Regions from separate parts of the Mus musculus genome. Here regions 1, 2, 4 and 5 are each linked to region 3. Evidence: chromatin contacts called from public Hi-C and promoter capture Hi-C data. All regions are on one chromosome and are shown on one strand. The core of a region is the stretch at or near the end of the contact, and the rest is flanking DNA. Distances in the headings are between cores, read along the strand shown. Region 1 overlaps Rapgef5 (Rap guanine nucleotide exchange factor (GEF) 5). Region 2 overlaps Cdca7l (cell division cycle associated 7 like). Region 3 has its middle 49 kb from the start of Gm5441. Region 4 has its middle 34 kb from the start of Cdca7l. Region 5 holds the start of Cdca7l (cell division cycle associated 7 like).

The links. Promoter capture Hi-C pulls out the DNA fragments that hold promoters and counts their contacts. Hi-C and Micro-C count contacts between places; a contact is called where the count stands out from the background.
Region 1: a Hi-C map of bone marrow-derived macrophages shows a contact between it and region 3, with 20 read pairs. The contact joins two enhancer-like sites. A contact is called at or near these places in 1 of 484 Hi-C or Micro-C datasets (bone marrow-derived macrophages) and 3 of 115 datasets of contacts at active chromatin or transcription factors (bone marrow-derived macrophages, embryonic basal ganglia and stem cell-derived neural progenitor cells).
Region 2: a Hi-C map of bone marrow-derived macrophages shows a contact between it and region 3, with 12 read pairs. The contact joins two enhancer-like sites. A contact is called at or near these places in 23 of 484 Hi-C or Micro-C datasets (CD4 T cells, Th2 cells, bone marrow-derived macrophages and 16 more), 3 of 115 datasets of contacts at active chromatin or transcription factors (astrocytes and large pre-B cells) and 1 of 9 other capture datasets (embryonic stem cells).
Region 4: a contact with region 3 is called in a Hi-C map of bone marrow-derived macrophages, with 17 read pairs. The contact joins two enhancer-like sites. A contact is called at or near these places in 3 of 484 Hi-C or Micro-C datasets (the G1E-ER4 cell line, bone marrow-derived macrophages and cortical neurons), 5 of 115 datasets of contacts at active chromatin or transcription factors (bone marrow-derived macrophages, embryonic basal ganglia, embryonic forebrain and 2 more) and 2 of 9 other capture datasets (embryonic tail and embryonic trunk).
Region 5: a contact with region 3 is called in a promoter capture Hi-C map of neutrophils, with 6 times the contacts expected there. The contact joins the promoter of Cdca7l here to the enhancer-like site in region 3. A contact is called at or near these places in 16 of 39 promoter capture datasets (the C10 cell line, cranial neural crest, embryonic stem cells and 10 more), 26 of 484 Hi-C or Micro-C datasets (CD4 T cells, Th2 cells, bone marrow-derived macrophages and 18 more), 5 of 115 datasets of contacts at active chromatin or transcription factors (astrocytes, embryonic stem cells and large pre-B cells) and 2 of 9 other capture datasets (embryonic stem cells and liver).

Annotation. Positions count from the first base shown.
Region 1 is chr12:117,726,895-117,729,594 of GRCm38.p6, reverse strand. It overlaps Rapgef5 (Rap guanine nucleotide exchange factor (GEF) 5), which reads right to left. Exons shown (of 26, transcript NM_001373989.1): 19 at 816-938. Among named protein-coding and RNA genes, the nearest start is that of Cdca7l, 120 kb to the left of the region's middle. Within about 2 kb of position 1,329, at least 43 of the 459 cell types and tissues checked have an H3K27ac peak or open chromatin away from gene starts, as enhancers often do. A contact at or near this core is called in bone marrow-derived macrophages, where this site is marked.
Region 2 is chr12:117,867,130-117,869,829 of GRCm38.p6, reverse strand. The region is part of intron 2 of Cdca7l (cell division cycle associated 7 like); the gene reads right to left. Among named protein-coding and RNA genes, the nearest start is that of Cdca7l, 25 kb to the right of the region's middle. Within about 2 kb of position 1,414, at least 34 of the 459 cell types and tissues checked have an H3K27ac peak or open chromatin away from gene starts, as enhancers often do. A contact at or near this core is called in bone marrow-derived macrophages, where this site is marked.
Region 3 is chr12:117,384,487-117,387,186 of GRCm38.p6, reverse strand. No RefSeq gene overlaps it. Among named protein-coding and RNA genes, the nearest start is that of Gm5441, 49 kb to the right of the region's middle. Within about 2 kb of position 1,271, at least 16 of the 459 cell types and tissues checked have an H3K27ac peak or open chromatin away from gene starts, as enhancers often do. A contact at or near this core is called in bone marrow-derived macrophages, embryonic stem cells, hematopoietic stem and progenitor cells and 1 more, where this site is marked.
Region 4 is chr12:117,809,006-117,811,705 of GRCm38.p6, reverse strand. No RefSeq gene overlaps it. Among named protein-coding and RNA genes, the nearest start is that of Cdca7l, 34 kb to the left of the region's middle. Within about 2 kb of position 1,360, at least 28 of the 459 cell types and tissues checked have an H3K27ac peak or open chromatin away from gene starts, as enhancers often do. A contact at or near this core is called in bone marrow-derived macrophages, where this site is marked.
Region 5 is chr12:117,842,545-117,845,244 of GRCm38.p6, reverse strand. Cdca7l (cell division cycle associated 7 like) reads right to left here and starts at 1,384. Exons shown (of 10, transcript NM_146040.1): 1 at 1,288-1,384. The coding sequence starts at 1,311.

The DNA of each region.
Region 1 (2,700 bases), core at 80-2,579, 340 kb before region 3:
TCTTGATTGACACTTCTGAAGAGGCAAGTCATCTAGCCTGAGTGAGCTCACAACACACTCCAAACAGCTTACAGTGCTGAGATGTTTTAACGAGGAAATATGAACAAATTTAACAGATATTGCAGAATGAAGCCATGAGTCCCTCCAGAAGGAAAGACTACGGCAGGAGGAAGTGTTTCTTTACATGGAAGGTGAACGAACCACATGGCTACAGACCTGTGGCATTTTCATCTCCTGATTCCTGTGAGCATTGCTACCACCGAGCTGTCAGTAGCACTTTGCTTCTAGTATATAATTCATAAACATTATAATATGCCCCCAGGGGAGATGTTCACATATACAAAAATGTGAAATTTATATGAGAATTTGAAGTTTTGTAGCACATTATAAAACTTATGAAATATTCCTAAGTAAAAAGATAAATGTATATATGTACATAGAGAGAAATGGAAAGATTAGCACTAAAGGTAAAATTACTCTTCAATCTCATTACGGCATTACATATCAGTATAAACCTATAAAACCACACCCCCACACATCACACACTTGCCTACAGGTATCTGTACATAGAAGGCCAGCACATCCACACTTACCTCACACCAAGCTCACGACAGAACAAGGACCAAAGAAAGCACAGGACATATTCTAATTTCCTCAGGATGGGGCAGACTTTCAACATACTTTAATTCCTCCAGATAGCTTTTAGACCACACTATCCTAGCACAATACACAAGTGTCTCAAAAAAAAAAATAAACCACACAGTTAAATGTTAAAACTATATTTAGCAGTTCTGTCTTTCCAGTTCCCTGCTTACCTCGTGGATTGAATTGAACAGACTCCAATCAAAACTCATTAATTCCAGAGCAAGGTCCCACGTGTTCATCCCCAAAATCCTCATTGACCTTTGCTGGGATTCCTCATTTTCTGCCAAAGGATTCTAAAGCAACAGACAGAAGCAAAAGGATCTTCAGTAGTCCCCGAATGTTCCACCGTGAATTGGCTGCCTGTAGGAAGGCTCAAGGAACCCAGATTAGAGAAGTAATCTTTTCTGAGTGCCCTTAATATTTCCCCTGCTCTGTTCACCGGCAGTGAGTTACAGCCAATTTAGGAAACAGCCCTGCAACAGTCAAATGTGATCAATGACACTTCACCCAGACAGCCTGCCCCTCCCCCTCCCCCTTCTCCATGAGCTCAGCCTGCCCATCCCCTCCCCCACCAGCTCCCCCACATCCACAAATCTGATTATAAAACACAGCCCTGACAGACAGCATAATGAAACTGAAAGCCCTGGAATCACTTTGGCTTCTGGTAAAAATTAATGTGCCAGGAGGGTTAGTATAAAAACAAACAAAAGAAATGTCACAGAGCACTTCAATAAAGACAGACATGGCTTGTACAGGAACCGTGCTTTGCCAGTCTCATCCTAGACACAGGCTTACAAATTTCATTACAAGGTCCTTGGAAAGTGAAAAAAAATCTGACATGAAATAAAAATAAAAGCTTTTTTATTTAGAGCCCATGTGACTAATATGTTCTATGTAACAATTGTTTTGCTTTGTTCTTCCCTCATGGAGAATGGGGGCTAATCACGTAGGTTGCTAACAGCACTTCCTTCAAAATCTGGCATGAGACTATTACATTGCCAATACAGCCTTAAATCTCTCAGCATGTTTGAAGTTATTAAATAAGCAATTTGGTATTTTCTCTAAAATTATTGGAATTTTCTAATTAAAATGCACATTTTCTCATTTGAGAGTTTTGAGGCAAAGAGTTAATGATTTAAAAAGCCAAAAGACTGGGAATTGGCTGCTGTGTGACTCAGTGATGGGGCCATTATGGCTGCAAGTGTGACTCAGTGACCAGGCAGTTAGGTGTGTGGTGTGACTCAGGAAGGGGCACTTAAGCTTGCCTAACATCTATGAGGTCCCTGGGGTCAGCTCCCAGAACGGATTTTTTTTGTTTGTTTGTTTTTTTAGAGACAGGGTTTCTCTGTGTAGCAACTCAGAAATCCGCCTGCCTCTGCCTCCTGAGTGCTGGGATTAAAGGCGTGCGCCACCACGCCCGGCTCAGAACGAATATTTTTTAAAAGGGACAAGCTTATTCTGCAAAAGTAAATTACATGGACTGCATGCCAGTTTTAAAACTTTGGTGTTTATGAAAATGTTTGGTATTGAAAAACAAAACAAACAAGAACCTAACACAGCCAATCTTCCCAGACTTCCCCACAGGGGAGACTGCCTTGCAAGCTGGCCTCTCTGCCTCCCCTGAGAATGTAGTGTTGTGTCAGGGGCACTGACTGAGTCTATGAATTTATGGATTCTGTGGTGCTGAGGCGGGAAGTCAAGGGTTCTTAGGAATTGTCTGCTAGGATGGGACAAGGCACTGAAATAAAGCCAAAGCTGACTATAGGGTGGGAATCAATGGTTAACCTGGTCTTTTGTCCATTTTATTTTTCCTTAAATTTGCTCTTCAGCATAGTTCTTCTACCACATGGTTCCTCAAGGCTGACTAGTGTCCTGTCCAGGCAATACTTTCTATTTTCTACTCTACCCTCTGGGCTTGATTTTGAGGAAGATTCGTTAATCTATGAGAAACTGTTAGTGGTTACAGTGAGTCCTCATGTCCTAGGCCCCAACCACGCTCTGTTCTAAGCAGACACCCCTGAAGATGAAATTCTTAAATCTGCTACCCACAAGGAC
Region 2 (2,700 bases), core at 165-2,664, 480 kb before region 3:
AGCACTGGAGAGGCAGATCTGTGAGTTTGAGGCCAGCCTGGTCTACAGAGGTAGTTCTAGGACAGCCAGGGCTATACAAAGAAACCCTATCTCAAAAATGAAAAAAAAAAGAAAAAGAAAAGAAAAGAAAAGAAAAATCAACTACTAGGAACAGAAAGGAAAAAGGATGGCAGTTACAGGGGCAGTGAGGAGAGATGAAACTCATGTCTAATGGGCAAGACTTTCTATTGATTGAGAGTGGTCTGCAGTGGGCAGGGGAGACAGCCACACAACACTGCACACTACCCTTGATGCCACTCAAAATGGCTACAATGGCTTGCTCTACATTATGTATCTTTTACAACTACAATAGAACACAGAGCATGTATTTTCCTTCCTTCCTCCCTTCCTTCTCTCCTTCCTTCCTTCCTTCCTTCCTTCCTTCCTTCCTTCCTTCCTTTTATATCCCTGGCTGTCCTAGAACTCACTTTGTAGACCTGGCTGACCTCAAACTAAGAAATCTACCTGCCTTTGCCTCCAAAAAGTGCTTGGATTGAAGGCATGCACCACCAGGCCCAGCTCACAGCAGACATTTTCTAAACCTTACACAAATCAAGAGTTACAAATAAGAAATTTTCTCTCAACAGTGTCTTAATCACTTCTGCTATGGCTGGGGAGAGTTGCTGGAGTTGAGTTTTAGGCCCCAGGTGGCTTTCACAAAGAATGGCAAACTTGTGGAAAACAGACACCTGCCTGCTGTTTTACTCCCTATAGCCATACGGAGCAGTCTCCTGTGGGCGAGCATGTATCTCCATCAAATACAGTGGGTTTCTCTACAGGGAGTGCCAAGGCCCTCACACCCTCACACCCTCACCCATTGCTACAGACTGGACTCGCTCCATTTCCATTGATGCCAATGTGAGGAACTGGTGGAAATCTGTACCCTCCTCACCCTGGAGCTCCCCTCTTGCCAGACTGAGGGGTGAGCAAAGATTTTTCCAATAATGACTTTTACTTTCTTTGGAAATACTACAAAGAAACAGGGAAGCCCAGCTCTCCTAAGAGTGTGTGTGAAAGAAGAGAGGAGGAGGAATGGTAAGCTCAACGAAAGACTCCCTTGCAGCTATCTGTATGGCAAGCTCGAAGGGAGACTCCCTTGCAGCTATCTGAAAGGTTAAAACACTGCACCAGGACACTGGTCCCTGTCTCTAAACCCATAAAGCAGTGACCTCTTATTGGGCCATATTTGGTTAAAACCCTTTATTTCATTGCTGCCTTTTCCTGGCTTTAATTATATGCTTCTTCAAACTCCGATATCTTTGAGAAAGAAAAAAAAAAGCAAATATAATGGAAATATGTAACAGTGGGGTACCTAGAGGGCAATGGAGAAAGAAATGCCTACAGCTAGCACTCTAAGCTTAAGAATGTCTCCTATGAATTATTATGGGTAATTGGAATGAGTTTGCTCAGGGCTAAATTACTTCCTTCCTTTGTTGTTAGCTGTGGTGCAGCTGCAGAAAAAGAAGAAAAAAAGAAAAAAAAGACAAAAGGGAAGTTTATTTAAAGAGAAACTCAAATTGTGTTTAAGGGAGGGAGCCCAGAGTCAGCTACACACACTGTGTGCAAGTTGATGTCATTTCTCTCAGCTGGACAAAATGAATCACAAGTGTGTGAGTCAAGTGAGCCTTAAGATCAGGGTTTAAAGTTAATAAAAGAACAAGTATGGAGAGATGGCTCAATGCTTAAGAGCACTTGCTGTTTTTGCAGAGGATATGGGTTCTGTTCCCTGTATCCACACGGCAGTTTAGAACCATCTCTAACTCCTGTTTCAGGGACTAAACCCTCATAGAAGCGGTGCATATATACATATACACACAAAATACACCTAAAGAAAGACAAGTGTAATGCTGCCTGCTAAGGAAACCCATTCATTCAGTACAGGAAACATCTGGCCAGCCCCTGGTGGCTTTTTCTGGGCCTCAATGCATAAGTTCAGTAAATATCAAGAGATCCTGTACAGAGCCTGAAAAAGAATGCAACCAGCCTTAAAGTACCAAGTTCCAACCTTCCAACATTCCTGGCAATTTCTATCCTAGGAAATGGTGATCAGTCCTGATGGAATCAAAACAACTTTGCTACGACCTTGCTCTTAAAGGCTTAAGAACTGTTTTCCATGTGGCTCTATAAAGCTAGTCTGCATTTCATGGCTCTGCCTTACTGCATGCTTGTGAAAACAGCTCTTTGTTTTCTGAAAGCTGCTAATTATGCTACCAAGGCATACCAAATAACCAGTATCTACTAGAACGAACACTGTAAGCAGGAGGAAATATCAGGGGCGATTAAGTGCTTTATTCTGAAGCTCGTATGACATGAGAGAGGACTGGAGAGCCATGGCCTGTGTATCAGTGAGATGGGCATGTTCCACCTGAACCAGCAAACTTCCTCAGGTGCCTGGTGAGTAGGGCGATACAGAGGGCTGCATGCTTTAAACAAGATCAAAGGTCAGGTTCCAGGAAGGTAGAAAGCACCCTGCAGGTATGAGTTCCTTCTTTGGGGACATGCAACCTGAGGCCCACATGTACTTATATCAAGGTAGAGAGAAAAGGAATCCACCCAGTAGGGAGGGCCAGGGAGGATTGGCTATGTTGAGAGAGAGCCAGCATCTGTGCTGTCACAGAAACAGGTAAAGAAAAGAAAAAGTGCCACGGGAGGTTGAGGCTG
Region 3 (2,700 bases), core at 22-2,521:
AAAGGCGGAAGCTGGCCATTCTTGGAGCTAAGTCGGTAGCGCGGTCTGTGGTCTGGGCAAAGGCAGAGGCATGTTTTAAAATGACATGCAACACGAATGTGCTAGCAGATGTCCCGGTCTAACCAGATTAAACTAAGGGAGCTGGTGATGGAATGTTTTCCTTTAAGTCCTGATGCTTCTTTTTCTCTTCCTCAGAAAAAGTTAAGAAGCATTTTCAGAGCCCTGGCAAGCATGTAGCCACTCCCCAGCTTGGAGCCAGTTGCCCAGGTTTTATCTCAGCTCAAAACTCAACACCTTTGCTGTCCTGGGTTATGCTAGAGCCTTGCCCTGAGAATGTCCCCTTGTCATAAGGCACACTGTTGATCCTTGTCCACAGAGGATTTTGGAGGGCTAGCCCTAGAAGAAGGGGCTTCTGAATCCCCCACAATGTTCCTTATCTGCCTCTCTTCCCAGAGCTCCCGGCTCTGGTCCAGCCACTTTCCCACATCAGTTGAAAATAACATAAGGACATAGCTCAGTTAATACAAAGGCATCCCATCACTGTATAACTGGGTGAGACCACCACACTTGTAACCTCTGCGCTGGGGAGGTAAAGGTTGGAGGATCAGAAGTTCAAGGCTGTCCTTGGTTATGGAGTCTAGCCTGGTATACACAAGACCTTATTCTGTACTTTTAATTTTTAAATGTTGCTATTGTTGTTTGAAATAAGACCTCTCTATGTAGCCCTGGCTGTCCTGTAACTTGCTATGTAGTCTAGGCTGACCTAGAATTCATGGAGATCCACCTGTGACTGCCTTCCGAGTACTGGGATTAAAGGTGTGCACTACCACACATGTCTGAAATTCTATTTTTTTTTAAAAAATAAAGCCATATATTATGCTAGATGTGGTGGTGTATACCTGTTACTTTCAGGATCTGGGACCTAAAGATCAGGGGTTCATGGCTAGCCTTGGCTAAACAGTAAATTTAACACTAGCCTGGGGCTATGTGAAACTGTGTCTCAAAAACCAACCAACCAACCAACCAACTCCATAGGAGAAATGGTTCAGTGGTTAAGAGCACTTGCTGCTCCTGCAGAGAGTTTAAGTTCAGCACCCAGCAACCTTATGGTGGGTGGTTCATAACCATCTGTAAGTCCAGTCCCAGGGGGATCCATTGTCTTTTGACCTCTGTAAAACACTATAAATAACAACACAACATAGATTTATTTACAGCTTTGTCAAAAATTAGAGAGCTATTTTCAGTTGGCCTCCTCCTTCCTCAAAATAGTGTTGCAATCTGTGAAAGGGTGGAACCAAAGCCAGAAAACACATCTACGTAGATTCAGCTAAGCTAGCAGATAAGTCATAAAATTCACAAATTTTGGGTTCTTGTTCCAGTTTTCTAGTGCCATGGAAAAGGGTCCTAGAGAGGTTTCTCTGTCATTGGTAAGGTATTTCTTGTATGGAATTGGAACTGAAAAGGACAATTAAAAAAAAAAATCCAATTTCTAGAGTGGTTATTACCCCACCATTTTTCTTGAGCATTACTTAATGTGAGGTTTGGCATGTTGTTTCATCTAGTTGACCATCCACTGCTAATTTTGTGTAGATTCTGTAAAGCCATGGAAAGCACATGAGAACGGAGAAAGACATGAAAAACTGTTATCCAATGCAAGGGGAGCTGATATCAAAACCTGTCCTGTGCCGCCATCTAGTGGCAGGATGCTGTGCTGGCAATGACGGTAAGACCCCTCTTTCTGAGTTGGGAAGGTGTATAGGTCACTTGCTTGCCTAGTATGTTGTTAGGCTGTTGGTCACTATGACAGAACATCTTAAAAATGGAGAGGATTTATTTTTGTCGGTGATTTCAGAGGTTTCATCCCCCAACTTCTGGCTCTCACACACATATCTATAAATGTACCTTCTGCCGTGACTTAGCTTTCATGTGTTTACCAACAGTACAGTCAAGAACCTCTTTCAAAAAGGTTTATTAATGTATCTTGTATTAAGCTCTTTAATTCTAGATTTTTTTGAAATGTGGATGAAAGGAACAATATTGTCCTTTATTGACTGTTGTGTTCGGCCAGCAGACCACAACCTGGGTTCTAGCCTGGAAAGGCATTTTGGAAACCTGGAAGAGAAGAGGGGCTAGGTGGCGAGAGAAAAGAATGTAGCCAAGACAGTTACTCTGATCAAGGCTCAAATTTTATTGTTGCGACACTAGTTATGAAGGAAGGGGGAGGGGACCCGATTCCCGCCGAATAATCTCTGGTCCAGTAGAAAGGTGCACGTGTGTGGCTCCTCAGGTTCCAGCAGTGGGCGTGGCAGAACGAATGAGCAGGAAGCTCCACCCCGAGCAAGCAGGTTTCAGGCTGGGGGAGGGGAGACTACATCTCCTCCCTATTATTAACAAAATAATAAAAAAAAAAAGAAAAGGCTGGCCTGAGGGGGAAAAATTATCTATGCTCAAATAGTTCTGCCTGGAATCTAGGGCTAAAGAAAAAACTTGCTTCACTGGGATTCTTTAACCTTTCTTATGGTAAACTGTATCTGGCTTAAGACTGTCCTTTCTAGTAAACAACTAACTGAAAGGCCTGGAGCTGCAGACTCTGACTTTATAATGCTAATTAGTACTTGGTAGGTAACTTTCTAGTTGAATTTTAAGTAGGGCGTTGGAACTCTGGCTAAGTTTGACTGAACGATGTGAAAATAGCACTAA
Region 4 (2,700 bases), core at 111-2,610, 420 kb before region 3:
GGCATGTGTGTAGGGGAGGAAGAAGGGAGGAAGAACTAAGGATAAGCCTAAAGGTCACAGGGGAAACCAGGAAACAGCACACTCCAAAAGGTAACATAGCATGCCCTCAAGTAAGGGGGGAGCATGGAGAATCAGTCTTAAAGAACAGTGAAATTGTATTGCAGTTCCAGGCCATTTACCTCTGCATCTACTGTGCTCTTTGATTTACTCCTAGCAGGGCAGGGACAGGAAAGACCCCTGTAGTATGAATCAGTCAGTCCATCCTCCAGACCCTTGGGTTCCCTATCTACAGATAAAAACTACAGCAGACTGAAAATATCTGTGGACAAAACTGTCTGAATTGAACGTGTATGGACTTTCCATGTCATCGTTTCTTAAATGATTCAATTATGACCACACACACAATGCATTTGCATTATATTAGGCATTATTGGTAACCCAGAGATGACCTGAAGTGTATGTGTGTACATATATATATATATATATATATATATATATATATATATATATATATGGAGGTGTATATGAGTTATTCATTATTTCTTCTTGTGCCATTTTACATTAAGGAATTGAGCATCTCTCAGTTTGGATATTCCAGAGAAGGTTCCAGGAATTAAGGCAATAACAACACCGTGGAAGGACTGGGTTCACCAACGCAGTCAACCAGCCACATAGCATATACCTTACATCTGCACAAAAGGTGACTGTGTAAACTGATCAGCCATGAACAACAATCCTGAAGTTAAACTTGAACATTGTGTTGAATCTGGGGCCCTAGTTGGAAAAGGATCCTCTCTTCTTCACGGGCATAGAAAAGGTTGTCTTTGGATCTTGGTCCTTAAGGGCTTTTGCTTCCGTCCACTGATAGAAGAGCCTCCAGACTCCCTCTCAAGGCCTGTTCCCACTCCCAGCATCCTTTGCGACTCTGGGGAACTCCTGCCCTGTATGCTGACCTACCAGAATGACAATGGGGACAATACTAACTCTCCCATACAGCCCAGTTAGCTCCCTGTTGCAGCCCCACCTGTCTCTCTTGCCTGGAACCCCTTCACCTCCTGATAGGCAGGTCTGTTTTGCTAGAGTGAAAAAATGCATCTGAGCCTCACGTGGACTAACAGAGTGGCTGAAGGTTGAACGCCAGGACCCGGATGAAAAAGGCATTTGTGGTAAATTACAGTGGAGGCCTAAAATGTGCTTTTATTCATTCTCTTCCTGTCGAGGCCCCTACACAGTAAAGAAATGATTTTGCTTTTCTCCATAACATTTTAGTGTGCCCATTTAGACAGTTCTGAGGGGCACGGTGACAGCGTGGAGGGGTTAAATGCTGCGTGCTTGCCTGACAGCCGATTACGATTACGTAACTGCCTTTCCTGTGGGGCCGTTTTCATAGTGGGATGACTCAGACCGGCAGAAACCCACAGTGGGGGGACCTCACTTGGGACAATTATATTGAATCATATGCCTTTGCCCAAACAATTCGCTCTGTGGGGAAGACGCAACTTGTGCCTGGCATCCTTTCACACAGCCTTATTTTATGTTCTTTGCCTCAGTGGGAGAGGAAATAGATGATCAGTGTTGTGCCGGGGAAAGAGCTATCTACTCCAGCTCCACAGGCTTAGACACACCATTTGAAGGCAGCCAAGGGAATTTTTCTTTGTAAAAGTCGGGAGGCTGCTTGGAGAGTGTGTGTATTGATACACAGTGGTTACAAAGTAAATAAACTGGGATGGGTGAGGAGAATTAAGTGTGGGGCAGAGGCTTCAGCGCCGGCTTGGGGAGGGGGGCACTCAGAAGGAGCAGGAATGAGGAGGCGTGGGCAAACACTGCTGTCAAGCCTCCACATACAACAAAGGTGGTGGCAATTGCTGTGTAGCTTGTGACCAGAAATTAATTGATGTACATGCAACACTCACTTAATTTGCCTAATTACAATTTGTTCACACCCGCACCACAGGGCTTTGTTACAAATGACTCTCCAGCTCAGTCCACTGGGTGGAGGGTAGACGTGTCATTCTGAAGTGGTTTGTGGGAGAAATTTGCATATAACATCTTCCCCACCAAATTATTAATTGGTTCCCGGGGAGGCCTTGGTTTCTGAGGTTCTGCTTAATTGCTATTCACGTCAAGGTTAAACATCTGCCCCCGGTAAGTGGAGGTACCCGCTAACCCAACTGCATGCCTGGCTGTCAGCATCGTGTTTACATTCACAGCTAGGGAGTTCATGTCAACACATCCTTTCCATGAAAACAACAGAAGATGTTGCTGATCACCAAGGCTGTGTGTAGACTACAAGAGGGGTGTGGGGAGGTTTGGGGGTGGCTGGAGTGTCTCCTGCCTGGCAAAGTATCAAGAATGGGATCTCCTACTGAGATGGAGTGAACACTCAGCCTTAGAAGGCCTGAGTCCATTTCCCTCTGCCATTGTGAACAGTGCTTTTTACCAGGGATTTTTGTTCCAGCTTGCAGGATAGCATGGAAGTTATAGCTTCCATTCTGTAACTTTGACAGGCATCAGGTCCTTCTCTTTTCTAAAGAGGGCAGAGGATGGTAGCATGGGGGAAAGGGGGATGAGGAGGGGCTGGGGGCGGTGTGTGTGTGGGGGGGGCTGGCTTCTACTTTTCTTCCTCACTCCCACAACCCTACTTTGTAATTCAAATAAGCCTTTCCAAAAAAAAAAAAAAAAAAAAAAAAAAAACAAGGG
Region 5 (2,700 bases), core at 135-2,634, 460 kb before region 3:
GCAAGATCTATAATCTGCTCTACAGAAAGTGGAGACCACTCTGTGATGAATGAGACTGTCCTGAAAAAACAAAGCAATTTCACTTTCCCTTTCCAAAGGTGTTTTGTTACTTCCTGGAGAAGCTCAGGCTAGCCACGTGCAAAAGCAAAACAAAAACAACAACAAAAACCCTAAAGCCTGAGTCTAGCTCAGTACAGTTTTTCTTTTCTCCCTTCACTGGTGAAACCTTTTAAAATACTTTCTCACAAACCTCCACTTTCAGGACATTCTCAGCGGTCACTAACTGGACAAAGTGGCCACTGGTATCTAGCCAGCTAGCTAGTTCTCTAATTTGCCAGCACAAAGGTAAGTGCCAGACCTGGGCAGGCCAGGTCTGGTAAAGCTTGGGCGCTGTTCCACCAGGCTCAGAGTCTACAGGTAGACTACAGGGGTAAACGCAGTTCAAGAAAGGCTACATTCATGTAAAATATCCCGCACCCCACGAGCAGGGGGCTGGCCATTCCTTCTCTTTTCAAAGTTTTTCTTAGTTCATTTTTAAAAATGATTTGCTTATCACTATATTAAAAAGTGTGTGTCTGTTTAGGTGTCTTGTGGTTGTCGTTTTTTTAACAGAGTGATAATTTTAAGTAGAGAAAAACCTTGAGACTGTAAACTAACAGAAATCACAATCCTGGCACGCAATGACCCTTTGGAAGACTTATTCTCAAGTGTTAGTGAAGTTTCAAAACTTAAATTAGACCCATAATGCATAATGGATTTGCCCTTCGCTTAAGATTTGCAATCTTGAAGTTGTTTGTTAACTTGGCCTAAAGATGTTACTTACCATTTGCCAAGTAGTAAATTTATTAAAGTTCTAGAATAAAACCTACAGCAACTCAATAAAAGACTGGTATAGTGTGAGTCTCGAGATTTCTTTCTTTCTTTTTTTTTTTTTTTTTTTTTTTTAATTGCTTTTTTCTTAATCTTCCTGACCTCTGGTGCCAGTTCCGGCGAGGAAGGGGGTTGGGGAGAAATTGCACGCTGCCCTCCCGCGCGCCCCTCCCCCAGGTCTCGGGGCGCTGCACCCCGTAGCTCCCGGCCTGCAGCTCCAGAATAGGCATCCCCACCTGAGCCCCGGCTGCAGGGGCCAAACCTGCAGACCCGGGGTGGTACAGCAGGGAGCCACGCGCACTCCTACAGGACCTAAGTTCCCAGCACCCGGCCCTCCGCGTGGACCAGCCCGGCAGGACAGGGCGGGGCGGGGCATGCAGAAAGCGGCCGGGGACCAGGGCTGGGGGAAACCCTCACCTGGGAGCGCGTGGCCAGCTCCATCTTCCCTGCTGGGCTCACTTCCCTGAGCCCTGCACGCGGCCACCCGGGCTGGCGCGGCCCCGAGCACGCAGCGCGCGGAGTTTGCCGTGGAACAGCGCACTGAGTTCAGATGGGGGGGACAGCGCGGCTCCGCGCGCACCGCGCAACCTCGCACAGCCTCGGGCCACGCGCCCGCACCCGGGCCTCTCCACCTGCGGTCCAAGCCTTAAGGCCGGCGCGGGAGCGCGCAAAGGGAGCGCGCGACCGGCATTGGCCGGCGTGTTTGGTTGCGCGGGCTTCCCCCTACCGCGCAGGTCCGCGGTGGAGCCGTCCGCTCAGGTTCGCGCGGGAGACTCAAGCTGAGGCTGCACGCGCCTCTGAGCTCCGGGTACCTGGCCCGCTCAAACTCCGCAGCGCCAACCTCCGTGTCCTCGTGGCCTGAGTTCCAGGAGTGTTGCGTAGAGGCCGCGGAGCTGGCTTTGCTTTGTTGTTGGTAAGGGGCGTGGTCTGTGCGCCTCCGAAAAAGTGGCTGCCCAATTCACTGCAAAAGCCAATCACCCAAGTTTTCTAACACTGGGCAGAGGGCGACGCAGCACCCTGCACACCACACACTACAAGCAAGACCTCCGTTCTTGCCAGAGCTCCCCAGTAAGTGCCTAGATGCTAGTCACTAGCACCTACTCACCGCGGAAATGCTGGGATAGGCCTCCTGACTCAGGAATAAACAAAAACTATCTACTAGGTTGAACTTTATGGACTGGGAGCCATTACCCCCAGGATAATATGAATAACCATAGTGATAACGCAAATCTCATGATGATGATAATTATGTCACCATCACTAATTTGATGGATAATTGAAATGATTAGTAACCTAATTCCTACCACTGATTAAAAATGATAAATCTAATAATGAAAGTGCATGGACATGTAAACTTGGAACAAGTTAGATGCCATGAGGGACTGGGGAATGGTAATCTAATGGCATGGAGTGGGCTGGAGGCATCAAAGACTTAGAGCTTGAGTCAGTAGCCTGAGGCATTTAATGAGTGGAGACAGTGGGAGGCCCAAAGCAAGCCTGAGGAGCTGAAAAATGACAAGTGGAAAGGTTTAGCACAGGATGGGGTCATGAGGTGATACAGTAACAGCTTGCCTGAGTAGAAGTTTATGCAGCCAGTCTCAGCTCCTTGGATCCAGTACTCATCCTTCTGTTGTTGCTGAATGAATAGTTGAAGTTGCCAGAATGTTCTCTCAGGCTTCAGGAGGAAACGTCAAGGAAAGAGGTGTCTTGCTTTCTTCGTTAGTTGAGCAACATGTTACCAGTGTTGGGGAATGAAGTTAAGAAAACAGTGTCTAACTTTAGAAATGCACATGGCCTGGCTTAGTTGCCTATAATCCCAGTTCTGTGGAG